2 separate regions of the Ovis aries genome follow, and region 1 is linked to region 2. Evidence: chromatin contacts called from public Hi-C data. All regions are on one chromosome and are shown on one strand. Each heading gives the region's core, a stretch centred on a gene start, on an enhancer-like site or on the middle of the called end of the contact. The rest is flanking DNA. Distances are from core to core; before and after follow the strand shown. Region 1 has its middle 48 kb from the start of EYA3. Region 2 overlaps PTAFR (platelet activating factor receptor).

What was found. Hi-C and Micro-C count contacts between places; a contact is called where the count stands out from the background.
Region 1: a Hi-C map of hypothalamus shows a contact between it and region 2, with 3 times the contacts expected there. The contact joins two enhancer-like sites. A contact is called at or near these places in 5 of 16 Hi-C or Micro-C datasets (blood, hypothalamus and omental adipose tissue).

The regions. Positions count from the first base shown.
Region 1 is chr2:238,999,133-239,004,563 of ARS-UI_Ramb_v3.0, reverse strand. No RefSeq gene overlaps it. Among named protein-coding and RNA genes, the nearest start is that of EYA3, 48 kb to the left of the region's middle. Within about 2 kb of position 2,928, at least 21 of the 54 cell types and tissues checked have an H3K27ac peak or open chromatin away from gene starts, as enhancers often do.
Region 2 is chr2:238,927,840-238,932,988 of ARS-UI_Ramb_v3.0, reverse strand. The region is part of intron 1 of PTAFR (platelet activating factor receptor); the gene reads right to left. Among named protein-coding and RNA genes, the nearest start is that of PTAFR, 21 kb to the right of the region's middle. Within about 2 kb of position 3,503, at least 9 of the 54 cell types and tissues checked have an H3K27ac peak or open chromatin away from gene starts, as enhancers often do.

The DNA.
Region 1 (5,431 bases), core at 1,679-4,178, 72 kb before region 2:
GTGTGCATTGGGGTGCATGTATCTTGTCAAATTATGGTTTTCTCTGGATATAAGCCCAGGAATAGGATTGCTGGATCACATGGTAGCCCTATTTTAAGTTTTTTAAGGAACCTCCATACTGTTCTCCATAATGGTTGTACTAATTTACATTCAACAGTGTAGGAGGATTCCCTTTTCTCCATACCCTCTCTGGTATTTATGATGGCCATTCTGACCTCATTATAGTTTTAATTTGTGAAGCCACTCAGTCATGTCTGACTCTTTGTGACCCCCACAGACTGGGGCCTGCCAGGCTTCTCCATCCATGGAATTTTCCAGACAAGAATACTGGAGTGGGTTGCCATTTCTTTCTCCAGGGGATCTTCCTAACCCAGGAATCGAACCCAGGTCTCCTGCATTGTGGGCGGATTCCTTACTGTATGAGTCACCAGGGAAGTCCATTTGATTTGCATTCCTCTAAAAATTGAGCATATTTTCATGTGGTTTTTAGCCATTTGTATATCTCCTTAGGAGAAATGTCTTTTTAGATCTCCCACCCATTTTTGATTGGGCAGCTTGGTTTTTTGATATTGAGCTATGAGAGCAGTCTCTGTATTTTGGAGATTAATCCCTGGTCAGTTGCTTCATTTACAAATATTTTTTTCCCATTCTGTGGATTGTCTTTTCATTTTGGTTATGGTTTCTTTTGCTATGTAAAACCTTTTAAGTTTAACTGGGTCACACTTCTTTATTTTGTTTTTATTTTCATTACTCTAGGAAGTGGATCAAAAAAGATGTGAAAAGAACATTTTAAATTGCTTAAACAAGCAGGTATGTGTTTCTGGGATTTTTGTTTGCTTGTTTTCACATAACAAGATGCTAAGGCAAGCTCTGGCCTTGGTTCTCTCTGGCTCAGTAGCACCGCAGTAATTTTGTCCTTCCCCTCACCCTTGCTGCCCCACAGTCATAGATGATTGCCCCAGCTCCAGGCATCACATGCACTATCAAGGAAGGAAGAACAGCTAAGGGGAAGCTCCAGTCATGGCTAACTCTTTATTAGGAAAGCAAGAGCTTTCCCAGAAGTCCCCCAGTATACTTCTCTAACTCGCTCATTGGCTGAGTTACACGGACACTCACAGCTACGAGGGAGGCTGTGAAGCAGAAATTGCATGATTGGCTTTGAAAATCATGATGTATGCCCTAGTTACACAACTACCCAGGCAAACTTGGAGGTCTATTTGCAAAGAAGGGATCAGGGACATCGAGTAGGCAACTAGCTCTCGCCCCCTCTAAACAAGACATGGTGCTGCCCACTTCGTCACAGTCACTGTCACCCTGCTCCTTCCAGTCTTACACGTGGATTGCTCTCTCAGTAATCATCTGCTAGTCCATGAGGACATCTGAGCATTCAACACATGAATATAAAACTTGGGGTTAGAAAAGGTGAGAAAATTGCCAGTTGTCCTTCATTATCCATAATTTCCTTCTTTCTTCGGGTAACAAAGCAATCTTCACCCCAAGAACTAGCAGGGAATAGGGTTGCCCAGCTCGAGAGCATATTTCCCAGCCTCCCTTGCAGCTCGATGGGTGTGGCCGTGCAAGTGTTCACCATTGCAAAGTGACTAGAATGATCTGAGCATCACTTCATCTACATCGTGTCCTAAAAGGAAATTGTTAGCCACCTACTTCCTCTTTGCCCCCTTTCCCACAGGCTGGGAATGTAGATGTAGCAAGAGAGAGCTTGTTTCAGCAATGTCCTAGGAAAAATATATATAACAAACAAACAAAGGAAAACAGAAATAACAGTGTCCTAGGAAAAGGCAGATCAACAGGATAGAGGGAACTGGTGTCTTTCAGTGACACCTGGGGCAGAGCCACTTACCTCTGAATTCACTCTGATCCACTCAGAGGCTTAAAGAGATAAAAGAGCAACAACTATTAAATAAGATATATAATTTTAAAGTATTCTGTATTTGTAATCTCTTTATTAAAACAGCTATTCTGTCCCTCAACTAATATAGAAAACAAACTGCATGATACTAATGGTTGTCATTAATAGTTAGAAAGGGAGTTAGGAGCTAAAATGAAAGAAGAGAGGGGTCAAATAAGTGCAGGAATGGGAGAAGAGGTTTTTATAAACAGTTCTTGGAAAATACAAAAGCCTGTGTTATTGGGGAAGGCAACTGAACTATAACAGGCAGGGCATTGATAGAGCTCGGTCAGAAGCCCTGCTGGGCTCTGTTTTGGCTTAGAATTGGGGCTGCAGCTAAACAGAAATACCAAAATGAAACTGAACAATGCAACCTTGTATATGACGCAAAGATCCATGGTTGAAGAAGGGTCTGTGCTGCTATGAATCAGGTGAGACGGCCAGAAGTCAGAGTCTTTAAGTTCCAAGCAGGCAACCTGGACAGAAGGCAACTCTGGCTCTCTTAAACACAGCAAAACCCAAAAGAAACTTATTAGAAGGACACCGAGGATATCAAAGCATCCACGGAAGATCTTACAGCCAAGTTCTAGGGAAGGACAAGATCCAAGTCAACTCTGGGAATCCCACTAGCAGAAATCTCTCATCTCTTCTAGGTCAGAATCACCAGGAGGACTTGTTAAAACACAGATTGCTGGGGCCTCCACCCAGAATTTCTGATTCAGAAGATGCGGGGTGGGGTGCGGGAATTTGTATTTCTGACAAGTTCCCAGATGCTGATGCTGGTGTTCCAGGGACCACATATAAGAACTACTTCTCCAGGTAAATACATCAAATGATTCAGCACCAACTACCTTCCATCCCCAAGTGTTTCCTCTCAAGGTTGCAAAGTCCTAAGAAAGTCTAGCTGACTCAGAGTTGAGTCACTCCTGTGGTCAGAGAGGTAGTCCTATGATTGGCAGCCCTGTGAGTGTCACATAGGGTGGGGGTGGGAGGGAAGTTCCCCAAAGGAAAGAGCAATGGACAGACAAAAATAGATGTCCTCAGTGTGGTAACTGGCCAAGCTGAATGCACCGCTCTCTCCCTCTGCACCAAGATCTGCTATAACAACTTCTCTCAGCACAGAAAGTTCCAGAAGAGAATTTTTAAATTATTTATTTATTTGACCGTGTCAGGTCTTAGTTGCAGTGTGCAGGCTCAGTAGTTGTGACGCACGAGCTTAATTGCCCCACAGCTTGTGGGATTAGTTTCCCCAAACAGGGATCAAACCCGTGTCCCCTGCATTGGAAGGCAGATTCTTAACCACTGGACTGCCAGGGAAGTCCCAGAAGACAGAATTTTTTTAAAAGAAAAGACGGAAGGAGAATGTAGACTCTTGACCTGTTAGCTTTATTCAAGCCTCATTCTATTTTCTAGCCCAAGAGAGGAGACTCCTGCCCCCTAGAGGCCAGCAATATATTCCACAGATGCCTTGGTGACTTACAGAAGCCCCACGGAGGCAGTGGGCTTTGCACTGGGGACTATTTTGCCCAGGACAACCTGTCATCATGCATGCTGTGCTTTTCTCAGCCGCAGAGAGACTGACATCAATAGATAGTGATAGTGTAGTGATAGTGAAAGTCGCTCAGTCTCGCTGACTCTTTGCGACCCCGTGGACTATACAGTCCATGGAATTCTCCAGGCCCAAATCCCTGAGTGGGTAGCCTTTCCCTTCTCCAGGGGATCTTCTTGACCCAGGAATCAAACTGGGGTCTCCTGCATTGCAGGCGGATTCTTTACCAACTGAGCTATCAGAGAAGCCCAAAACAGATAGTTGGTAAGATATTTTATATCTTTTTGAAGTATATTTTATATGCTTTCACAGTGAACATTTTCCTTCAGAAAAACTATGGCGAAAAAAAAAAAATGGTAACCTAAGTACCCAAGCATATAATTGTGTAACTCTGTATTGTTATCTATCAAATTTTCTTTAAATTAGGTTCAACCGCCTGAGCTTATAAGCCAATATGATGATTTAACATAGCAACATGGAGTGTGTTAAAAACATGCTCATATTTACATAACAGTCAATGTAATATGCCATATTAACAGGATAAAGGACAAAAACATATGATTATCTCAACAGATGCATAAAAAATTTGACAAAATCCAACACTTAACAAAATCCAACACTCAACAAACTAGGAATAGAAGGGCTCTTTCTTAGCTTGATGAATGTCATCTACAGAAGCCCCACAGATAGCACAATAGTACTTAATAGTAAAAAAATGGAGTGTTTTACCTTAAGATCAGTTGTTAAGATTACTGTTTGCCAGGGGCTGGGGGAGGGGGAAATAGGAATTTGCTAGCAGGTACAGGGTTTTTGGGAGGGGGTGATAAAAATGTTCTGAAGTTAGTAACAACGGTTGCCAACCTTTGCATGGATGTACTAAAACCCACAGAATTAGTCATTTCAAAATGGTAAGTTTTGTGACATGTGAATTTTATCTCAAATAAAATTGTTACTAGAAAATATAGAACTTCCCCGGTTGTCCAGTGGTTAGATTCTGTGCACTGCAAGGAACTCAGGTTCAATCTCTGTTCAGAGAACTAAGATCCTGCGTGTGTCGTGGCATGGCCTATGTGTTTGTGTGTGTGTGTGTGTGTGTGTGTGTGTATACAAACAAACACGTGGGGACAACTAGTGATCGTGTAGCTGGAAGTGGTGGGAGGGATCCCATAATCCCTGAATAATGCTTGGAACAGAAGAATTATTTATTCTCTTTAACTTTCCTAAAACTGGTGGAAAGGGAGCCCAATTGAAGAATTTAATTTTGCTAAAGAAAAACAAAAAAAGAACTCTATAATTGTCAAGTACCCTTTGTTTCCAAGGGCCTTTTTTTTTTTTTTTTTTTTTGCCATGCCAAGGAACTTGTGGAATCTCAGCTCCCCAACCAAGGATTCAGCCTAGGTCCATGGCAGTAAAAGTACCTAGTCTTAACTACTGGACAACCAGGGTTTTCCTTTAAAGAGCGCTTTAATGAGTATTCAGTGGGTCAGTTTCACCCTGAGGCTTAATCTAGAGCAGAGAAGAAAATATTTCAAGATGTAGAGTAAGGAAAGTTTTGGAATAGACTGCTGGAGACTAGAATGAAGCTAAAGAGAGGCTGGAGGAGATGGGAAACTAGAATGAAGCTAGAGTGAGGCTGACTCCCAAGGAGGGATAGAGCCAGAAAGAAGTTCCTCTTGGCAGTAATGGACCATGACCTTCTAGGACAGTAGTGTCTTATAAATAACTTTAAGTTGGTGTGCTACTGTGCTGAACTTTTCCTTCTGTTTCACTAAAGCCTCAGTAAAACCTGCTAAGTGTTAGGACTACTTGGAGAATTGAAGGAATCACTAATTTGAGAGCCTGTGAGAAAAAATAACACCAAAGAAACAAGAGGAACAGTGAAAAACAGACTATTTCTTGGGCTAGCCTGGGGGTTGTTTTCGTTCAGTTGCTCAGTCATGTCTGACTCTTGTGACCCCACAGACTGCAGTACG
Region 2 (5,149 bases), core at 2,254-4,753:
TCCAAAGATATAAAAGGCCAAGAAGCATATGAAAAGATGGGGAGAGAGGGATTGGGAGTTTGGGATTAGCAGGTGCTAATTATTATACAGAGAATAGATAAGCAACAAGGTCCTACTGGATAGCATGGGGAAATATATTCAATATCCTGGAATATACTGAGGGAAACAGAGGACAGAGAAAAAAATATCCTGTGATAAACTATAATGGAAAATAATATGGAAAAGAATATATATATATGTATAACTGAATCACTGTGTGGTAGAGCAGCAATCAACACAATATTATAAATCAACTATAACTCAATAAAATAAATTTGTTAAAAAATTGTCTAGGGGCAGGTGGGGAAAAGGCATATGAAAAGACGCTCCACATCAGTAATCGTCAGGGAAATGCAAATCAAAACTCCAACAAGAGAGCGCCTATTAGGATGGCCTCGATCATAAAAACAGAAAATGACAAGTGTTACTGAGGATGTGGAGGAACTGGAACTCTTGTGCACTCACTGTTGGTGGGAATATAAGATGATGCAGTCACTATGGAAATTAGTATGAAGGTTCTTCAAAATATTAAAAATAGAACTACCATATGACCCAGACATCTCATTCCTGGGTGTATTTCTTTAAAAGAAAAAAAAGTGCAAACAAGATCTTGAAGAAATATTTATATACCCATGTTCACAGCAACACTAGTTACAATAGCCAGGAGGTAGGAGCAACCTAAATGTCCATCAACAGACAAATGGATAAACAAAATCTGGTAAAATATTAATATACATATAATGGAATACTATGCAGCCTAGAAAAGGAAAGAAATTCTGTCCTCTGCTACAACATGGATGACACCTGAGAATATTAATAAGTGAAATAAGCCAATCGCAAAAAAGACTGAATGATTCCACTTACATGAGGTTTTGAAAGTAATTAAACTAATAGAAACAGAAAGTAGAATATTGGTTGCCAGGGGCTGGAGGAAGACAGAAACAGGGAGTTGATGTTCACTGGGCACAGAGATTCAACCAGGCAAGAAAAAAATGTTCTACAGATCTGTGGTACAACAAGTGTATATAGTTAACAATACTTAAAAGTTGTTAAGAGGGTAAATCCATCTTACATATTTTTATCATATTTTAATGGGCCTCAGAAATGGCAGATTTGAAAATACATTATATATTTTTAACTTGGAATCATATGGCTCCGCTTTTTCACTTAATAGCTGTGCAACAGTTAGTAAAAACTACTTCGCCTCTCTGGACTTCATCTATAAAATGGGAACAATAACACATCTACCCTATAGAGCTTTCCGTGAGCATCCAGTGAGACAGAGGATTAGAAAGCATTTGGGAAAGGACAGTGGTTAAGATCACAGACTCTGGCATCAGACAAACCTCCATTCAAACTCTGCCTCTGGTCACATCCTGGTTTCACGACCATAGTCAAGCTTATCATTCTCTGAGCCTCAGGCCCTTCCACTGTATATGGAGCTCATAATATTCCAAGCACATAGTTCCCAGCATGATGCAAAGACTCAGTGAATAATGTAGCACAGTTTCAGGTACTCATGACCAACAGCTCTAAAAAGCTGTATTTACTGGAAGTCCAGACAATCTGCTAATTAGATCAGATCAAATGTTTGTCAAAACAGCACCACTGTCATTGCAACTGCTCACATCAGGCTCATCCCAAGTTAATCCCAGCCTGAAGCCGTTTAGATAAGACTTCCAGATATATCATTAACCCTGAAGACCTCTCTGGTGGTCCAGTGGCTAAGATTCTGCTCTCCCAATGCAGGAGGCACTGGTTTGATCCCTGGTCAAGGAAATCCCACATGTGGCAACCAAGAGTTTGCATGCCGCAACTAAGACCCAGGGCAGCCAAATAAATAATAAGAAATATATTCTAAAAAATAAAACCCTGAAAACTTCGGGGAACCAGTCATATCATTTTATGGCAATTGGGGACAGTTGGCAAAATGCTACCAGCCAATCCTTAATGCTTTTGAACTGTTATGTTGGAGAAGACTCTTGAGATTCCCCTGGACAGCAAGGAGACCAACCAGTCCATCCTAAAGGAAATCAATCCTGAATATTCATTGGAAGGACTGATGCTGAAGCTGAAACTTCAATACTTTGGCCACCTGATGCAAAGAACTCACTCACTGGAAAAGACCCTGAAGCTGGGAAAGATTGAAGGCAGGAGAAGGGGATGACAGAGGATGAAATGGTTGGATGGCATCACTGACTCAATGGACATGGGTTTGGGTGGACTCCGGGAGTTGGTGATGGACAGGGAGGCCTGGTGTGCTACAGTCCATGGGGTAGCAAAGAGATGGGCACAACTGAGCGGCTGAACTGAACTGAACTGAATCCTTGTCCAAGACAATTAATTTTACCTCCATGAGCCTCCGTTTACTCATCTGTAAAAAAAAAATAAAACTAACCCTAACCCTATGTCATGAGGTTGTTGTAAGGATTGAATAGGAAATGCCTGATCCATAAGAAGAGCTCAATGAATGTTGGCTGTTAGTTATACTTCTCTACCCCAGAAGGAATATGGGAACCACTTCTGGTTCCCATATCACGTGTGGATATCGCTTTCCCTCCAGGCTGGGAACTCCCTGAGTATAGGGCCTCGGGCATTACGCACGCACGCGCGCACACACACACACACACACACACACACACACACACACACACACAGAGTCACATTGTCCTTCATCCTTGACTTCCAAACCCTCTAACACCAGCCTCAGCCATTCCCAGCCCTTAGATTCCTGGAACCAGTAAAATACCATAGTTTAATCATTGCCCTTCTGTGAGTACTTAGTTTTCACACCTATCAAATGGAAATAATATCAACATTGACCTCCCAATGTTGAGGTCAGTTGAGACTGAAGGCAGTTGAACCTCTAAAATCCTCAAGAAATAAGTTGCCACCCATTCTGGCCTCCTCTGACACTTGATACTTGTGCCCTGGCCTGCCCATGCCTTTGAGCCTCTGCTCATATCCTCCAAAAATTCCCCCCTCATGGAGTGGTTTCATTACCACTTGTCCAGGAAGCAGAGGGAGTTGGGCAAAGGAAGGGAGCAAGTTTCCTGATCTCTGGGGAATTCTGCACTAGGCTCCCCATGGTTTCCAGTTCAAGGAGGCTAGCATCCCACTGGGCATGTTTATCAGTGAATGAACAGAGCTCCTTGTCTGGGGAGAGGTAGGGACAGGGTCTAGGGCCCCAGAGATGAGGGGTGGGAGGTGGCCTGGGTATCAAAGTTTCCCAGCTTTCTCTCTCTCTTGGGGTCCAGCTGGTCCCAGGGATGTATATTACATTCATGAGACTCAGTCTCTGCTTGTCTCGACTCATCTGGCCTATGACATCCCCATGGAGCTGGGGGACCCTGAGCCTGGCCTGGGTCTCTCCTGGCTTCCAGATATGCAGATAGTATCGGTCTGTGAGTCACCCTCCCCACTCCTCGCCTCCTGGAATTCAGCCGGGGCAAGGAGGGCGGGGAGGTGCTTCCTCCTCTGGGCTTCCGCAGCAAGGGCACACCCCTCCATTATACCAGGAACCACTCTGACATCTTCAGGGCCTGGCCCGAGGGAAAACGTAGGGTACAGGGCGGAGGCCCTACAGTCACACAGACCCCGATCTGCACCTGGCTTTGTTCTTTCCCAGCTGATCTTTGACCCTCAAAGCTTCTCTACCTTCATTTGCAGAAAAGTGGCGACAATAAAACCTTCCTCACAGGGAAGCTGTAGGTGCAAAATGAAGCAACTGATACACCTGGTTATTGCTCAGTAATTGGGAACTCCGCCCCAACCCTCAGGAAATGTTTGTTGCATGAATGAATGAGCAAACAAATCAGCCATGAACCAAAGCAGCCACCTCTCTTCCGTTAGAAGCAGCAACCAAGGTTGGATGAAGAGAAACATGAATCACGATTAGGAATTATGATCAGGGGACCTGGCCTCTGGCCTCAACCAAGCTCCTAACCATCTTGAGTGAGTCTCTCCCTAGCTTTGAACCTTGGGATCTTCATCTGCATGCGCCTCCCCCCAAAGCTGAAACATTGCTATGAAAAGGAAGATTGTTGGGAGTGAAAAAGGCTTTGGTAAACAGTCAAGAACTTAGGAAATCGAAACAGACTTTACAAACTGTGAAGGGTGCTGCACAAATTTTTGACACTCTTCTCACATCAGCCAGATGAGCTCAACTCCAAACCTAGATCCTGAAGTTCCCCCTTCTATAGAAATAAACAGGTGGGGAGGGGCTACTAAAGGATAGTTTTCCCCCCACAAATTCTCCTCCCCCTACATCTTACAGACATACACACACACACTGGCTCTGGATTCTCTCTGGCTGAAGACACAAGGGAAGAATGGAGTGCCAACCTCTCAACTGGTTTTGTTGATGATCCTGCTTTTGGGAAATGTTGGGCTGGACAGGCCCACCCGTAGTTGGCCACACTCCAGGCACACATGGGAATATATACCCAGAGCCAGTTCTCCAGTCCACCCCACAGGCACACATGAACACACACACACACAGCAGAGGCTTCTCTCCCCTCCCACCATGCTGCCAAGGAACCCAAGAGCTGCTGATCAGACACATGGCTGCACCAGGGGCCCAGCAGATACACTTCTGAGAACGGGCTCCACTCTGAAACCAGACACCTTCTCCCAGGATCCATAAGGGGGCTTCCCCAGGCCACAGCTCAGCTGGTGCCCTCTATATCCATGGGGAGGCAGAGACTAGGACGGGAAAGAAGGGACTTCACTGGAAAAGATAAGCAGCCCTTTCTTGTCAACAAGGGCAAGTTCACAGGCTTAGGATAGGGAGGAAGAGGGCATTCCATAAAAGTCTTTCTATAAAAGGACAGAAAGAATCCCAGCCTCTCATCACACCAGCCCCAGCCCCCATCAGTCCAGAGCAGAAACTCACTCCTGGAGGCCCATTTCGACATTACTGCCGTAGATCATAGTCTATGGACTTCCCAGGGGGCACTAGTGATAAAGAACCTGCCTGCCCGTGCAGGAGACACAAGAGACGTGGGTTAGATCCCTGAAGGGGAAGATCCCCTGAAGAAGGAAGTGACAGCTCATCCCAGTATTCTTGTCTGGAGACTCCCATGGACAGAAGAGCCTGATGGACTACAGT